Regions from separate parts of the Oryzias latipes genome. Here region 2 is linked to region 1. A link is a contact called in public Hi-C data. All regions are on one chromosome and are shown on one strand. The core of a region is the stretch at or near the end of the contact, and the rest is flanking DNA. Distances in the headings are between cores, read along the strand shown.

Region 1 (3,244 bases), core at 239-2,738:
CTTCCTTTGATGTCAGGCTTCTGCAGAGTCTGATGATGAGCTGAATCAGGTGTGCATATGCACAGCAACATGGGAAACATGCAGGACAGTGTTCCCCAATGGTTATGGTAAATGGCGTATACTTAAATAGCACTTTTCTACCTATAAGGCCCGAAGCGCTTTACAGTCAGAGACCCATTCACCCAGTCACACATACATTCACACACTGGTGGTGCCTCCACTGCAGAACACTCACGCCAACCTCCCACCAGAGGCAAGGTGGGGTTCAGTGTCTTGCATACATGGGTGTGCAAGGCAGGAATCGAATCTGCAATATTACGATCATGGGTCGACTGTCCTACCGCTGCACCACGGCCACCCACGAGGACCAGGGTTGGGAAACACTGCACTAGAGACCTAAAAATTAATTGTTCCACAAAACGAATGACGCTTCTATAAAGTAATTGACACATTAACATAACAGCTGTTAAAGTAAAAATGCCTATGGAACAAGGTCGGATAAAAGCACGGGTACAGCATAAATGCTGTGACTGAAAAAATAAAAAAATAAATAAAAACAATCTACAAAAAAATATAAATAAAGACCACAAAAAATGTAAGGATAGATGAACAGACATAAAAAGAAAAAAAAGTTAAATGCAGCCTCAACAGGGCTCAAACCAAACTAACTTGATTGTGCCTGTCCCAAGCCCGGTAAATGTAGAATTCTATTGTTCATCTATCCATATAGCCAAAGCTATATGGATAGATGAACAGATGATGACTGCATGGTTTTCTACGTATTTTAGGGGCTAGGAGGGGTGTGACACCCCAAACTCTCAGAACACACACAGACCTACACCAGGGGCTGGCTTTATCCCGGCCTGCTGTTGGATGCTTTTTGAAAAAGTATTCAGTGTAAGATAGGCTTTTATAAAAAAGGGAAGAATGCATGTGAAAAGGATAATTTAAAATTTATTTTACAGCTCGAGCATTCAAAACACTTCTCTCCTTCAAACTCAGTGCTCAGAAAACTGTTCTAAAGGCTCAATATTGAAGCTTAATATTTTATCAGATACAAATTAATGAAAACTCATCATGAATCTTTGGAATTTAAAGTTAAAACAATCTCAAAAAAAAAAACTGTGAACACATGGTGGTAGGGGTTAGACAGTGTAATATGTCACTCTCCAGCTCTACAAGCATATTAAACACCATTTAATCGTTGCTGTGCCATTCCTTGTTTGTCACCAGGGTGGGCACATGAGCATCTGAGACGAATGAATGGGTGAGCAAGAATGCAAAGGCCAGAGAGGGTTTTTATTTGTGAGGGAAGGGTGGCTGAAGGGAGCATGGGATAGAGAGGAGATGGAGGATGACTTCTTGACACAGAAGGGGACAGGATCAGGGGCCGGAACATAGAGGTGGAGGTGATGGCAGTGAGGGGACAGGGGCTGTCGGAGCTGTCGGCTCTGAAGGGGCTGCTGGAAGGCTCCGCGGGAGCCCAGCCTGGCTCCCAGGATCCCCTGTCACCACGGCGAGGGCCAGGAATGCAGCAACACACAATGAGCTCCTGGGGCTTAGAGGGCACTCCGATTTGATAACCACATTAAAGTCCTAGCAACATCTGTTGGGGTGAAGGAGAAAGGACTACCGGCGAGCTTTAACCCCCGAAACTGGGATCATTAACCCTCACCCCTGTGAGAGAAGGGGGACAACAGGCCCCTATTTGTCAGCAGCACTGCAGTGGGCTACGGGGGCTAATATTTTACCAGAAACAGCGTGAGAAGAGAAGCAGCTCCAGGCACCACAGAAAGAGTTTCTTTACGCTTTTAATTTAAATTAACAGCACAGTACAGTTTGTCTCTGGCTCATACATCTCACTTAATAACCTTGGCGGAAAACAAAACAAAAAAATACTTCCTGTTTCAGGATTTTATGCAGCAACACTTTTCTCAAAAACAAGGATTTTTTTTTTTTTGTATTAGTTCCAGCTGGTTGACTACATAGCATCTCAACGAATATCATTCAAAAGCCCACTAGCATTCAGTGGGAACCAAAAATGTGCAGGTTCTTTGTTTCTCACTGATTTATAACTAGGATAGAAAAATAACAGGTGTCCAAATCACAAAGACATCTTGGGGATGCGATGGTGCTTCACGGGTCAGCTCCAAGCCTCATCTGCCTCCACAGGTTTCCAAGCGAAGGCCACCTCTATGTAATGAATGATTAAGAAAACAAAAGACCCAAAGGGGGTGAGAGCGTAGGAGAGGAGATGGAAGCTGTTGAGGGCCTAATGTAACCAGACCAGATGCGGCAAGCAGAGCTGAAGTTTTTGCCCTTGCGCTTTGTAGAAGACATCATCCTAAATGTATTCCCTAGAGATGAGGGTCTGCAGGAGGTGCCCCCGCTGTACAGGGCACTCAAGTACCTCCACACAAGTAATCCCATTCACAGCAGCTCATTACATGGACAATTAAGTGCTGGGGTGGAGGAGCTGGATGAAGTGGAAGGGGTGATGGCGAAGACGTGTGCATGTTTGCATCTGTGGAAGCGCATGGGTGGGAGGGTTACAAGCTCAGCATTTGGTCTTAAGGATCTAGCGTCAGCCAGAGTCACCCACTCTAGCCAGCCCCTCCCCTCTTCTTTCCTTCACCTGGGCTGAATCTCCGTGGACACCTGCCTCTCCTACTGAAGATCCATGCCTTCATTTCCATTTCTGGAGTCATATCAGAGGCTGCCAAGCACAAAACAAGCCTGTTTCCTTGGAGGCCCACAGAGCCAGATAGAATGACATGGCTAAGTGCTTTGGCAGAGCAGGGCAGCTGCAGAGCCTGAAGATGGGATTTGATCGGGGGTTCTGAAGTGGGGGGCTTGGATGGAGAGGATCTGATGTTTGGATTGGCCACAAAGGCAGCCGTGTGCTACCTCTGCAGCTCGTTGGTACTAATGAGACCTTCTGCAGAGAAGGAGGTGGAGAGGATTGGGCATGAGGAGGAGGAGAAACAGCAACGTGCTGTGCACCTTTCTCACGCAACACTTTCATCTCCTCTTCTGATATAAACTGCTAAAAAAAAAAACGCAACCGTGTCTGATCACAGAAGAACCTAAAAAGGCAGTTAACAATACAGACACTATGAACTTTATTGAGCTAAACTGCTAAAAACTTGACCAACAGCAAAGATGCACAGACATTCACTTGGTCATGAAAATTCATACATATTCAGGATCACTTTTATGTGGAGTTGGTGGCTTTAAAAGTAGG
Region 2 (3,252 bases), core at 76-2,575, 68 kb after region 1:
TTGAACTAAAAACAATATAAGTCTTTCTAAATTAGTGGGGCCTTCGAAATGTTATTACTTACTCATGTCAGGAGCACTGATGCAACCTGAAACCTGGCAATTAGTTTAATTAATAATAAACAGATTTCTTCTAAAGCTCATCAGAATTGGTATTTCCAAACAAAGTGTAAGTCTTGAATACTTTAAAACCATCTGCTTTTGTCACGTGTTTCTTTGTGTTCACAAAAATGTTACATTATATAGCCTAACGAATAATTTACAAATGAAATGTTTTTTAACTCAATAATATCACTAAATGTATATTTTATTTGGCAACAGAAATGCAAAAGTGGACTAGTATGAGGGTGGAATAGTTTTTATAATTAAATTTCACAGTTTTTCTTCATATTTATACATTGCGTTGTTTCCTTTTCTGAGTATGTAACTAAATTACACTTTCTGGATTTTTGTTGTGCGTGTAACATGTCACAATGACAATAAAAGAGTATTTTTTCTCTTTTTCATTTTGCTGATTCTATGTATGACACAATTAAATATCTATAGTATCTTCATTAACACCACAGCTGAAATTTTAGAAGGAAAATCGATCTTATTTTTGGCCCCCTATAACAAAGAAAAGTGTCTAACTTCTCTAAAGTGGCAAATATTTTTGACTTGCTTCACTTCAGTTTGAAAACATTGTCCTTGTTTTCTCCAATAGTTTTCACCCAAACTTCAGATATGCAATTATTAAACACATTTGCCTTAGCATTTTGTTTCATCCCACAACTAATGTAAGCATTTGCTGCTTCATTTGCGTCCCTAAAATGTAGATACATCTTGGATGATAAACAGTTATTACTTGTTTGCAAGTAACTGTATTTCATTTTTAGTCTCAGCAAATATTTGATTCCTAAGTTTTAAAGTATTTTTGTCATGAGAACAGAACAGCAGTTCCCTGCAGTACTCACCTTCCAGAGTGCTGATTACTTCTTCCACAAGTGGTTTCACTATTTTAACACGACGCGTAAAACTTCCTTCTTTAACTCGAACGTTCTTTTTGCTGCTCTTTGAGCTCAAACGTCTGGCTTTAAAGTCAACCTTGTCAGAGTTTGGTTGAAGGAGGTGGAGTTGACTCAAACAGGAGCGCCTCTCTGCGCCTTCAGAAGCGAACCCGCGGTGCGCAGCAGAGCAGGGAAAGAGGGAGGCTGAGAAAGGGGAGACATTCCGCCGCCTTAATTACTCCCACAAACTCACCTCCCCGTCACGGCCAGCTTTACTGGATCACATGCACAACACAGAGGTCAGGGACGTCAAAAAGAAAAAAGTTGTGCTCCAAAAGACCCGCCTTGATCCCTCCAATTGGACTCAATACAAGTCCAAAAGTGACTCGCAGTGCGCGTCAAAAGTAACGCCCCTTTTTGTGAGGCCTCTGTCTTTACGCAGCACTAGCCATAAAACAGATTAACAGCATGGCAGCTCACGCACACGGCTGCGCGTCTGCTGTTGTTTGCACTCATAAAACACTTTAACACAATTCTCGGTTTATTTATGTTGGGATATGGTTTTTGGCTACTTATTGGAGCAAAAGGCTTTGTTGTTGTTGTTACAGTACCGGTAGATTTTTTTTAACCCAATTTGTAGTTTTTTCACGATTTTTTTTCCTTTTCTGAGTTAAAATAATCCAGCAAAAAGTTAGTTCCATAACCTTGAGGTGGCTCAAATATAAGTCAACTTGAGTTATTTTTTACTATGAATTTTTTTAGTGTGTGCTGTTAACTTGCTGTTTTGCTGACGAGTGAGTGGTGATTTGAGTCGACTTTAACAGACATCAATATTCCTGAGGGAAATAGAGATGGTGAACAAGTGATAGAGAATTGGTGTTAAGGACAGAGGGACTGACGGTGGTGGAAATGGCTGTGGGGGGGACACATTTTTTCACAAAAGAGAGGAAAGCTGGCTGTGGAGTTTCTAAATGGTTTGCTTAACAAGATCTTGGAGATTTAGAATATCTCCAATGAGGAGATGGAAGAGAACAAGAGAGATGTTGTGGAAACTACAGAGGAGAAAAACTGAAGAGTCACACAGCAAAGTTAATAGAAAGATGGGAAGAAGCTGTAGGCTGAGATCAGAAGTGAGCATTTGTGAACATGTTTATGCCAAAGAAGGATAACTACAGATAAATATTTGCTCTGAAGATATTTCTGGTCAAGAACAAAGAATGTCTGAAGACGCTGCTTTGTGTCTTCATGGTTTTAGATAGTCTTTGACAGGATACAAGAAGAACTCTGGTTGGCTTGAGTAAGTCAGGAATGGCAGAGAAGTATGTTGGAGCTGTTTGTGACATGTATGAGAGCTGGAAGACAAAGGTGAGATGTGCTGTAGGTGTAACAGAGGAGTTCAATGTGGAGGTGGGACTGCACCAAGGATCAGTTTTGAATTTCTTCTTGATTCTATGGTGATGGATAGACTGACAGATGAGGTTATAGAAATCTCTATAGACCGTGATGTTTGCAGATGATGTTGTGATCTGTAGAGAGAGCAGGGAGCAGCAGAAGAGGTTTCCTCTGGAAAGGAGAGGATTGACGATCAAAGAGGACATGACGGTGGTTTTGTGGATGAAAGGATGCAGAAGATAGGTTTAGATGGAGTCAGGTAATCAGCTGTAGTAACCCTACAGGGAGCAGCCAGGCAAAGAGAAAACATCAGATTAAAGATTTCTGCTCATCTGACTGTTTGTATGAAACAATCCAGGTCTGCATTGTTTCTATTTGCATTTCTGATTTTTACTTTATTTACATCATAATCATTTCACTGGTGTTCTGTGTGGCAGCAATTTTATTGTAAATGAAAACGCGTTTCTTTTCTGCAAATGATAATATAAAATTGGTGTCTTGAATCTTTTTAATTGCTGTAAAATTATAAAAATAAAGAATCAAAGCAGGAGTCCAGAGAGGTTAGGTTTTTCTCAAAGCCATTTGTATCCTCATCAGCACAGAACATAAAAGTGTCCTTGTGAAAGCTCGGAACGCAAAGGCACATGAACTCCTTGCATGGAAGTTCCATTTCCTGCTAGTTAGTGGAACAACGTTTGCAAATGGGTGAAGGAAAAAAAGCAAATTATCAAGTCACCAAGGTTAAAAGGAGACACAAGTGCACATCCTTCAAAGCCTTTCAGATGCAGACCGGTCTTTGTCCGTGGGCCACTCACAATCCTGATGCCCAAACTAAATAAATCTATTCACATAGAAACATACATAATCACATTGCAGA

Evidence for each region. A called contact is a pair of places that touch in the nucleus more often than the background predicts.
Region 2: a Hi-C map of gastrula embryo shows a contact between it and region 1, with 2.2 times the contacts expected there. The contact joins the promoter of p2ry4 here to the enhancer-like site in region 1. A contact is called at or near these places in 5 of 5 Hi-C or Micro-C datasets (embryo, fibroblasts and gastrula embryo).

What each region holds. Positions count from the first base shown.
Region 1 is chr10:11,128,148-11,131,391 of ASM223467v1, forward strand. No RefSeq gene overlaps it. Among protein-coding and RNA genes, the nearest start is that of LOC111947979, 17 kb to the right of the region's middle. Within about 2 kb of position 1,489, at least 1 of the 8 cell types and tissues checked has an H3K27ac peak or open chromatin away from gene starts, as enhancers often do. A contact at or near this core is called in gastrula embryo, where this site is marked.
Region 2 is chr10:11,196,413-11,199,664 of ASM223467v1, forward strand. It overlaps p2ry4 (P2Y purinoceptor 4), which reads right to left and starts at 1,326. Exons shown (of 2, transcript XM_004073199.4): 1 at 951-1,326.